Linked DNA regions of Pan troglodytes: region 1 is linked to region 2. A link is a contact called in public HiChIP or PLAC-seq data. All regions are on one chromosome and are shown on one strand. Each heading gives the region's core, a stretch centred on a gene start, on an enhancer-like site or on the middle of the called end of the contact. The rest is flanking DNA. Distances are from core to core; before and after follow the strand shown.

Region 1 (5,088 bases), core at 1,433-3,932, 75 kb after region 2:
ATTATAACCCCTCTGCACACCAGCCAGCCTGGAGACCATTGTTCCTGGGGCCTGTTACTGATCCTCATCTAGCCTTGATTTATCCACAGGAGACTGCAGGCTTTGAACCTAGATTGCTTTATGTTTCTCACCCTAGCTCCATCCCCAACACTGGTGACCAGTCACGCCTGGGTTGTATCTCTACCCAAGGAGGCCACATCATAATGATATTCCCAGGCCAGGCTGGCCTGTCTGTCTTACTTGGCAACCGTCCCTCACCAGCAACATGCACCTGAGATTCCCAAGTACCTGCCCCCCCTCCCATTTTGGCCTGGCTCCTGAGACCTAAGCAGCGGCCACACACACACAGGGGGGTCTGTGTTTATTCACACACTCCTGGTACAGTGAGGATGGAGGAACATTTACAAAGGGCACCCCTGGGTTGAGAACATCTCCGGGGCCACAGATGTCATCCAAAGGTTCAGAGCAGTCCCCATTTGGGTTCCCAGGGGCAAGACGCAGGGGTCCAAGGTAAAATCGGATCTGGGCCCTTGGAAGGTGATGATACCTTGGGGAGAAGGGGTCTGCCAGAAAGCCTCCTGGGGTCAGGCCTGGGCAGACTGGCCATGTGGTTGGTAACCGTGTCGGGGGCTTGTCTCACCCCAGCCTCAACACCCATCCTATCTGCCAGGCGCAGAAGAGCGTGGCCGAGACTGAGGGGAGGGCAGGAACCATGAGCAGAGCCAGTAAACAAAGAGTCGGATATAAAAATACAAATGTGCTGAGGAAGTCCCTTAGAAAGAGGCTGAGGCTGGGGTCACGCCAGACAGGGGTGGGGGCGAGGAACGGCCCGGAGGACTGGGCTCAAGTGGGTGGAAAGCTCATGCAAGTACGCAGCCAAACATCCCTGGCCGCGCGCGGTCCGACACCGGCGGCCGCCCGGTCTGCAGACCAGACTGGCCGGAGGGGGGCGGGGCAGGGGAGCCGTGCGGGAGGGGGCGGGCCGGGGGCTGGGGGCCGCGGGTCTCCGTGTCCGTTCCGGTGTGCGGGGTGGGGCTGCGGCCCGAGGTTTTAAAGTGCATGAGCGCGGCGGCGGGTTCCGGGCGGGTCCGCGCCGCCGCTACCGCGGCCGCCGTGGTGCTGAAGCGGACAGCTCCGGAGTGCCTGGCGGCGGCGGCGGCACGGCCCCGCAGCCCCCGCCCGCGGGCGCCTGGGCCGGGGCGGGGGGGCGCCGGCAGCCGCATCGCCGGCCCGCGCTCCTGGCCGCTGCGAGGCTGGGCCCGGAGCCCGCCGCCCGAGCCGGCGCGTCTACACTCCGGACGGCGGCTTCTCCCCCATCCCCTTCAGCACGTCGTCTATCCGGTCATCCTCGATCACCACTGCGCAGGGAGAAAGCGCGTCAGCCGCGCAGCCTCGGGGGGCGGCGGCGATGAGAATGAGCCCCGCGTCCTAGCTTCCCGCGCAGCTACTGCCCGTGGCCCAGCGACGCCCCTCGGAACCCTGTGCCGCGGTGTCCTCCCCGTCCGAACTCTTCTGGAGACCCAACCTGCCGCCAAGCCTAGACCCCCTCCCCTCCCGATGGCGGAACGCCCCTCTTCCAAAGGCTCCAGCTATTCTCCCTCCCAGTGCGAGCCCTCCTGCCACCTGAGCCTTCCTCCCTCTGAGTTGATCAGAAACCTCTTGCTCACGGAATCCCCCTCTTCAACCCGCACTTCAACAGATCCCCCTGCTCAAATGGGGCTCAAACCGAGTATCCAGCTGGTCCAGCCCTCTCCTCAACCTGAGCCCTCTCGCCGCTGGAACCCCTCTTCCGATCCTGGCACCAACAGAGCTCCCCTCCCCATGCAAACAACCAAGACAAGCGGACCCCCGGCCTCCTGCCCTCTCTTGTTAGACGCCCCTCTCGACCCGAAGGTTCTTCGTACTGTCCACCGACTCAGTATTTGATCCCAAAGAATCAGCCCGTTACCCCGTGTTCCCACTTCCGTGCAGCCCCAAATGCCCCGACCGGCCCCTCCCCCTCGCCCGGGTGCCAGGGCTCTGCTTCCAGAGGTGGCGAGCATCGAATCCGGGGCACCGTGTTCCCGGGAGAAGGGAAGAGGGGGACACACACTGCAGCGGGGACCCCCCCCTCCAGCCCGGGCCGAAGAGCGGCTGGTGCGCTGGTCTGCGGCAAGAGCTGCGGGCACTCGGCGGGGAACGGCAGCCGGGGGCGCCCGGCGGAGGGTTTCTGGGTCAGGCGGCGACTCCGGGCCCGGGCCGCGTACCTCGCTTGGCTCGGCCGATCTGGCCCAGCTTGGGGGGTCGCTTGGCCTGGTTGCCCGCGAAGAAGGAGTTGGTGTCCTGCAGGCGGCAGCTGAAGGAGAGGTCGGAGCCCTCGGGGTCTGCGCCGAAGCGGCCCATCTTGTCTTCGCTGTAGGGCAGGATCTCGGACATGGCGGGCGCGGGGTGGGCGCGGGGCGGGAGCGGGACTGCGGCGGGGCGCGGGCGGCGGGCTTGCTGCCGGACCGGCCCTACCTCAGCAGGGGAGCCGGCGGAAGGATGAAGTCATGCAGCATCCGGGGCTGAGGAGCCAAGCGGGGCCTCCTCCCCCGCGCCTCCGCCTCCCGGGCCGCTGGGCAGGCGGCGGCGGCGGCGGTGGCGGGGACCGGGCGGGGGCGGGGGCGGGGGGCGGGGGTGGCGGCGGCGGCGGCAAGAGCGGAATGACGATGAGCGCCCGACTGCGGCAGAGCACGGCGGGCGGGGCGCGGTGGAGGCGGGGCGGGCACTGGCCAGGGGAAAGAGGCGGGGCCGGGGGCAGGAGCGCGCCCAGCTACCCCCGGAACAGAGGCAGCTGGAGTGGGAGGTTCCCGCACTGTGGCGGGGAATGGCCAGCACGTGGGTCTTGGGGAATAGTACCAGCCAACCCGGCTGGGACCTGGCGGGGAGGGGCGGGACCGAAGGGGGGTGGGATCGAGCCTGGTACTGGAGGAGCTTGGGGGAGGGTCTGACCCCTAGGCTGGGAGAGGCGTGCAAGGGGGACTGGGAGCAGGGGGGCAAAAGCTGGCCGGGCGCGTTGGGGCGGGAAGGCGGCCGCAGGGCTGGCAATGGAAAGCGGGGAGCGGGAAATGCGCGGGGAGGAGACTCGGGTACAGGGTGACTGGGGAAGGCACGAACCCACAGCGCGGGAAGAGCTCGGGCCAGTGGGATGGTGCCCTTGCCGCTGACGCGCTCTTGTACTAGTTGCTCTGGTCTTAAGTAGATCGTCAGGGTCCGTGCGTCTCTGAGTGCCGGTCTGTGTCTCTGTCTCCGCCTTTGTATGTGTCAGTCCATCTCTAAGTGTCTGTATCTCTGTCTCTGTGCCCCGTATCTCTTTCGCTGTGTTATGGCCTTTGTCTATGCCTGTCCCTTAAGTGTCTGCCTTTCTCCATCTATCTCCATTCTTGACTCCTGTATCTCTGTGCCACAGTGTCTCCGTCTCCTGAATCTGGGTATTTCAGTCTCTCCTAGGAGGGGTCTATAGTAACTGGGCCGACGCGCGCACACCAGGGCAGACACCCCCAGCCCTAGTCCGGTGGCTGGAGCCCCCCGCGGCTCTGGAGTGGTGCGCTCGCAGTGTAGGAGGAATGAATGGCGGCGTCGCGGGGGGCGCCCTGGCTGCGGGTGACGCGGGGAAGCTCGGAGCACCTGAGGACGCGGAGCGCGCCAGTGTATGCCCCGAGGGAGTGCGGTAGAGATGGAGGGTGCCCCCCGCCCTCGTTGCTTTGGACCACGGGTGAGTTCTCGCTTCACCGACGGGAACATGCCCTCTTCTCCCCTTGCCTCCCGCCCCCACAACCCCCGCCCTGGCTGGCCGTCACCCGCGGCGTCACCTGCTTGCCAGCGCGCAGGAGCTCTGGCGCAATCACTGGCCTTGGGGAGGAGGGGGTGTCTCACATGCGGCGACAGTGACGGCAGCGCTGATAACTGTAAGTTCATTCCACACTCCAGGCGAACGCGCTTTCCTTCCTTAATCTGGCCAAATTACCAAATCACACAGCTGGTGAGGCTGCCTTGTAGTGGGTCTCCTTCCAACACTTCCTCGCCAGGTGTTAATACCGGAGACACAGGGACAAACGCAATGGTGGCTGCCCAGGGAACTGGATGGGGTGGGGGGCGGTATGCCACAGGATACCTTGATGCCAGCCTCACTCAAGGGCCCAGGCCTGGGGGCCCATCACTATGAAGCCCTCCTCTGCTCTGTCCTAGTCTCCGGGATGAGGGCCACAGCTGGAGGTGGAGGCCCAGCCTGGAGTGAGAGGAGCCCTGAAACTGGAAGGACAATAAAGGCGGAAGACTGGGGTCACTGGAAGAGAGTCCAGAAAATTCCACATCCACTGGAAGTTGTCCAGTAATGGGTTCCAATCCTGACTCCCACTTTCTCAGTGACCTTGAACTGAAGGACCCATAATCATGGTTTTAAAAAATTAATTCGTTTGTACTTAAAACATTTTAGGAGGCCGGGCTCAGTGGCTCACGCCTGCAATACCAGCACTTTGGGAGGCGAGGTGGGTGGATCACCTGAGGTCAGGAGTTCAAGACCAGCCTGATCAACATGGCAAAACCCCGTCTCTACTAAAAATACAAAAAAAATTAGCCAGGTGTGGCACACACCTGCAGTCCCAGCTACTTGGGAGGCTGAGGCACAAGAACCGCTTGACCTAGGGTGGCAAAGGTGGCAGTTGGCGGACATTGGGCCATTGCACTCCAGCCTGGGCGACAAAGCGAGGCGAGACTCTGTCTCAATAAAAGAAAGAAAGAGAGAGAGAGAGAGAGAGAGAGAAAGGAAGGAAGGAAAAAAATTTTAGGAAAATTAAGAAAATCACATAACATCTTTTTTTTTTTTTTTTTTTTTGACACGGAGTCTTGCTCCGTTGCCCAGGCTGGAGTGCAATGGCGCGATCTTGGCTCACCATAACCTCTACCTCCAAGGTTCAAGCGATTCTCCTGCCTCAGCCTCCCGAGTAGCTAGGACTACAGGCACACGCCACCATGCCCAGTTTTTTTTTTTTTTTTTTTTTTTTTTTTTTGAGACGGAGTCTCACTCTGTCGCCAGGCTGGAGTGCAGTGGCGCCATCTCAGCTCACTGCA
Region 2 (5,110 bases), core at 930-3,429:
ACCTCAGAGCTCCCCCAAAGGCCAGTAATGGATCCCCGGCCTCAGTCCCTACTCTGCTTTGGGATAGTGTGAGCTTCATTTTGTACACGTGTGACTTCGTCCAGTTACAAACCCAATAAACTCTGTAGAGTGGAGTTGCTGGCTTAGTGTTGATGTGGGAGCTACATGGGGCGGGAACTGGTGTTGCTCTCTGCGCAGTTTTCTGTACTGAATACTCTAAAGGCTCTTTCCTTGTCTTGTCCCAGTTAGGCCCCTCCTGGGCCATCCAAGCCCTTATCCTTGTAGGTTCTGGGCCCAGGTTTCCTGGCTCCTCTTAGAAAGCCTCAAGGGCAAGCAGCCGCAGCGGGCCCCAGTACCCTGGGGATAGATTCTTTCCCTAGCTCCTTTTTATTCCCCCTGGTCCTCGGACTCCTAGGCTCAAGAGATCTTACCTGCCTCAGCCTCTGGAGTAGCTGGGATCACAAGCACGCACCACCACAGCACCCAGCTCTTTCTCTAATTCTTAGGCAGATGTTTTCTAATTAGATTAAGCATAGATTAAGTGTGAAGTTTACATTTGGTCTTGTAGCCATCCTAAGAAATTGACCTTTTAATTCCATCATTTACCCAAGCTTCCCAAATCTTGCTGACTGGGTGGTAGGAGGAAAGATTTGCAAGGAGAATAATATAATGGACTGGGCACGGTGGCTCACACTGTAATCCCAGCACTTTTGGAGGCCGAGGCGGGTGGATCACCCGAGGTCCGGAATTCGAGACCAGCCTGACCAACATGGGGAAACCTCGTCTCTACTAAAATTACAAAATTAGCCGGGCGTGGTGGTGCATGCCGGTAATCCCAGCTATTCGGGGGCTGAGGCAGGAGAATCGCTTGAACCCAGGAGGTGGAGGCTGCGGTGAGCCAAGATCACGCCATTGTACTCCAGCCTGGGCAACAAGAGCGAAACTCCTTCTCAAATTAAAAAAAAAAAAAAAGAATATAATGAATCTCCATGTCTTATCACCCAGCTTCAACTATGATCAATGCGTGGCCAGTTCCTTAATATCACATCCAGTCTGTGTTCACTTAACCAGGTGTCTTATCAAATTTTTCCAGATAAGGTCCATTGTGGTTGGTTAATGCTTCTCAAATTTTAAAAATTGATGTTTCCCTTCAGGTCTTGCAATTTTGTCGAAGAAACCAGAGTTCTGTAGTTTACCCCATCAGAATTTGCCTGTTGTCCCCATGAAGTCACTTAAAATATTCCTCTTTACCTGTATTTCCTGTAAAATGGTTCAATATCGGGATTGATTCCTCATGATGGCAATGTTTAATCCAAAGGGATGAATGGGTAATAATGTAATTTTCGGTGCCACTTTTAGAGACCAATTGGAGGAATATTCACGTTAAATATAAAGCAGTAGCATCATTTTGGAGGAAATTCCTAACTTCCCGAGGGAATCGGTGAAAGGAAATAGCCTTTTATTGGCATTTATTGAGTGCAGAGAAGTCTGCTCAGGGTGTAGGTAGGGAATAATTTATACAGGCCACGTTGTCCTGGTTTTCTTGCCCTTTGGCGGTGGATTTGGTCGTGCCCTGGGGTGGTGGAAGAACTGAATGGGCTTAATTCACAAAGGTCGGCTGAATTATACAGTGAAAAGGCGGTCGCGGCGGGGAGGCGGGTGGCGCTGGCCACCAGGCTGAGGAGCCCGTAGGGTCTGGGGACCCGCGAAAGCAAAGCACTGAGCAGGGGGCTTCTGAGAGTCAGGGACCGGGGTGAGTCAGCAAAGCTCTGGGCAGGCTCCAAAATGGGCCTGACTGGGTACGCACCAGCAGCAGACGCGCCTCCAGGGAGCGCATAAAACCTGGCAAAGCCAAAGTGCTTTATCAGCCGCCTGCCTCTTGGGAGGCTCCCACCCGCCAGACCACGGGTGCCTCGCGGCCCCGATAAACCTTGAGCTCCCAGCCCTTGCCCCACCCCTCGCTCCCGGAACTCCGCCTCCCAGAAGGCAGCGAGAACCGCACATGTGGCTAATCTTTCAGCGGAAAAGGTGTCGCGCACGCGCAGAGAGCGCGGCTCCGGCGCAGACTCGGCGCCTCTCCTCAAGGCCCCGCTCGCCCCGCCCACCGGGCTCCACGCACTCCGCTCCTTTCCTGCGTCACCGCTACACATGCGCCTTGCAAGGAAGGGCGAGATTTCGGGGGCAGGGCGGGGGGCGGGCCTAGGCCGGGGTCTCACAGCGACTGCGCGGACGGGTTCCTGAGTGGAACATGGCGACTTGCGCCGAAATCCTGCGGAGCGAGTTCCCCGAAATTGACGGACAAGTCTTCGACTACGTGACCGGTAAGCAGAACTGAATCGGCCGGCTGGGGAGACCGAAGTGGAGGCCAGGGAAAAGTCTAAGCGAGCGTCGTGCCTGGGACTGTTGCCAGGCCTCTCCTCTGCATGACCTCTTGTCCCGGGGGCTGGTTGGGTCTGGAGCCTGGACTGGGGCCTCTGTCTGGGGACTGAAACTGCTTGTGTGTCCACCCTACCCGATACCTTCCTCGTTCTACCACGCCCTGCCCAGGCGTCTTGCACAGCGGCAGCGCGGACTTCGAGTCTGTGGATGACCTGGTGGAAGCTGTAGGGGAACTATTGCAAGAGGTGTCCGGGGACAGCAAGGATGACGCGGGCATCAGGGCCGTGTGCCAGCGCATGTACAACACTCTGCGTCTGTATGTGCCAGGGAGTAGGAGTTGATGGGGGCGAAGGGACGGCGAACGGTCCGGAGACAAGAGGTGGGGGAAGAAGATCTGATGGCCATAGAGCTTTTCCCTTAACTCCTAACTGTGCGCTTTCTATCCCTACCCACATAGGGCTGAGCCACAAAGCCAGGGAAATAGCCAGGTGCTACTGGACGCCCCTATCCAGTTGTCAAAGATAACGGAGAACTACGGTGAGAGTGAGGGGAGGTTGAACTAACTGCCCCCCTGTGCTTTTCTCCGCCCCCAACCATCTGCTGCCTGCAGCTTAGGGCTCCTACGTCTTTTCCACAGGACAAGGTTGTAGGAGCTAGTTGATGTCTTTACCGAGGGCAGAAAAGCCCATGATGGGGGTGGGGAGGAGGTTGGAGGGTTCTCCCTCCAGACTCTTGGGTAGGGTAGGAAGCATAAGAGCGTGGAGCTGGACAGACGTGCTTTCACCCCCAGTTTTGCAACTTGCTAACCAGCTGCATGATCTTGTAAGAGTTGGTTATCTGTCCCCAGCCTCGTCTATGCCTCTGTATCCTTCTACGTGAGTTTTGTTTTGTTTTGTTTTGTTTTTAGTGCAGGGAAGATAATAGCCATCTATCTGCAGTATTATAAGGTTTTGTAGAAAACGTCTGTGTCTGTGCCTGGTTCATATTAGTCACTCAAAATGTTAGTTTCCCTTCCCTCAGGGAGAAGGTGACTGCTTTTCTTATCGCTTACAGACTGTGGAACCAAACTTCCAGGACTGCTAAAGAGGGAACAGTCCTCGGTGAGGAGGAGGAAGCAAGGGAGGGGACTGTCTGTGATGGGGTTGGGAGTTGACTGTCTAATTGGAGTATCTTTTGGGGGGATTTCTGGCTATGTCTTTTCCTGAGCCTTTGAGTCTGTTCATCATGGGTAAGTTAAGAGGGTTTACTCGAGATGTTCTCTCTTGGGGTTCCTTTCTGAGCCTACACCCGAGAGTGAAGTCGATGTGTTTGGACCCTTAGACAGTGAATGCAAAGAAGTTAGAGAAGGCCGAGGCTCGACTTAAGGCAAAGCAGGAGAAGCGCTCAGAGAAGGACACGCTCAAGACCAGCAACCCTCTGTGAGTGGGGGAAGCATGGCTCAGAAGAGAGCAGAGCAGCTTTTGCCTGGACAGAAGGTGGTGGGGAGCACTAAGAGCTGTCCATTTCTCCCTTTAAAGAGTCTTAGAAGAGGCATCAGCCAGCCAGGCAGGCAGCAGAAAGGAGAGTCGGTTGGAATCATCTGGCAAGAACAAATCCTATGATGTGCGAATTGAGAACTTTGATGTGTCTTTTGGCGATAGGTGAGGGAATAGTGGTGGCAGGGGTTGGCTTTCTTTTTCTAATTAGAGGACAATTTGGAGAGGTGAAACGGGGCTATAAACAATGTTAGGTTTGTCGTTAAACTTGCTGTGCACCTATTTCTAGAGCATCTTTGGTCTCCTTTCTCCACTCCTGCAGAGTACTGCTGGCTGGAGCGGATGTGAACCTGGCATGGGGCCGCCGTTACGGGCTGGTGGGGCGGAATGGGTTGGGGAAGACAACGTTACTGAAGATGCTGGCCACCCGGAGTCTGCGGGTTCCAGCCCACATTTCCCTGCTGCACGTTGAGCAAGAGGTTGCTGGAGATGACACTCCTGCCCTGCAGAGTGTGCTGGAGAGTGACAGTGTGCGAGAGGATTTGCTACGGAGGGAGCGGGAGCTCAGTGCCCAGATTGCTGCTGGCAGGTGAGGACTCCCGGCTAGGGAGTAACTAGCAGCCGCTGTCGCTTACAGAGCGCCTGCCATCCTGGAACAATCCATAATTTGCATGTACATCCTAGTAATCAGCAGAGCTTAGAACTTGGCACTCTGGGACTCAGAAGCCCTTGTTCTTTCCACAGTGCCCATTGCCCTTTCTTGTTCTTTCCACAGTGCCCATTTCCATAGTGCCCAAGGTAATGAGCACTGTGCAAACCCTTCCTGTATTCTCTTCCTCTTCCAGCCACAAGGTAGCCAATGGCCTTTCCAACGGTATAGGGTGCAGGACATCCTCCTAGACTGCCCCCGCTTAGGCCAATTGCTGTTTCTCCTCCCTCCAGGGCGGAGGGCTCTGAAGCTGCAGAGCTGGCAGAAATCTATGCCAAACTGGAGGAGATTGAGGCTGACAAGGCACCTGCCAGGTATTTAAAGCTCCCCCTCCCTCCTTCAGATTTCCTTTCCCTTCTGTGGACTGTTCCAACTGAGTTCTTCGATTTCTTCTCTACTAGGGCATCAGTCATTCTCGCTGGGCTTGGCTTTACCCCTAAAATGCAGCAGCAGCCCACCCGGTGAGTGACCCTTGCCATTCTTGGCTTTGAACCCTGTTGTCTCAGCCCCTTCCTGCCCTGATGAACACCCACCCATAATGTGACTC

Evidence for each region. HiChIP or PLAC-seq counts read pairs in DNA pulled down with a chosen protein or histone mark.
Region 1: an H3K4me3 HiChIP or PLAC-seq map of stem cell-derived excitatory neurons shows a contact between it and region 2, with 2.0 times the contacts expected there. The contact joins the promoter of CAMK2N2 here to the promoter of ABCF3 in region 2. A contact is called at or near these places in 1 of 7 Hi-C or Micro-C datasets (stem cell-derived neural progenitor cells) and 1 of 1 datasets of contacts at active chromatin or transcription factors (stem cell-derived excitatory neurons).

Annotation. Positions count from the first base shown.
Region 1 is chr2:187,441,655-187,446,742 of NHGRI_mPanTro3-v2.0_pri, forward strand. CAMK2N2 (calcium/calmodulin dependent protein kinase II inhibitor 2) reads right to left here and starts at 2,683. Exons shown (of 2, transcript XM_001149517.6): 1 at 2,247-2,683; 2 at 345-1,358. The coding sequence starts at 2,415. The coding sequence ends at 1,288.
Region 2 is chr2:187,366,890-187,371,999 of NHGRI_mPanTro3-v2.0_pri, forward strand. It overlaps ABCF3 (ATP binding cassette subfamily F member 3), which reads left to right and starts at 2,180. Exons shown (of 21, transcript XM_516910.7): 1 at 2,180-2,321; 2 at 2,548-2,695; 3 at 2,837-2,916; 4 at 3,433-3,479; 5 at 3,700-3,797; 6 at 3,897-4,019; 7 at 4,177-4,443; 8 at 4,797-4,877; 9 at 4,965-5,024. The coding sequence starts at 2,249. AP2M1 (adaptor related protein complex 2 subunit mu 1) reads left to right here. Exons shown (of 12, transcript NM_001280346.1): 12 at 1-134.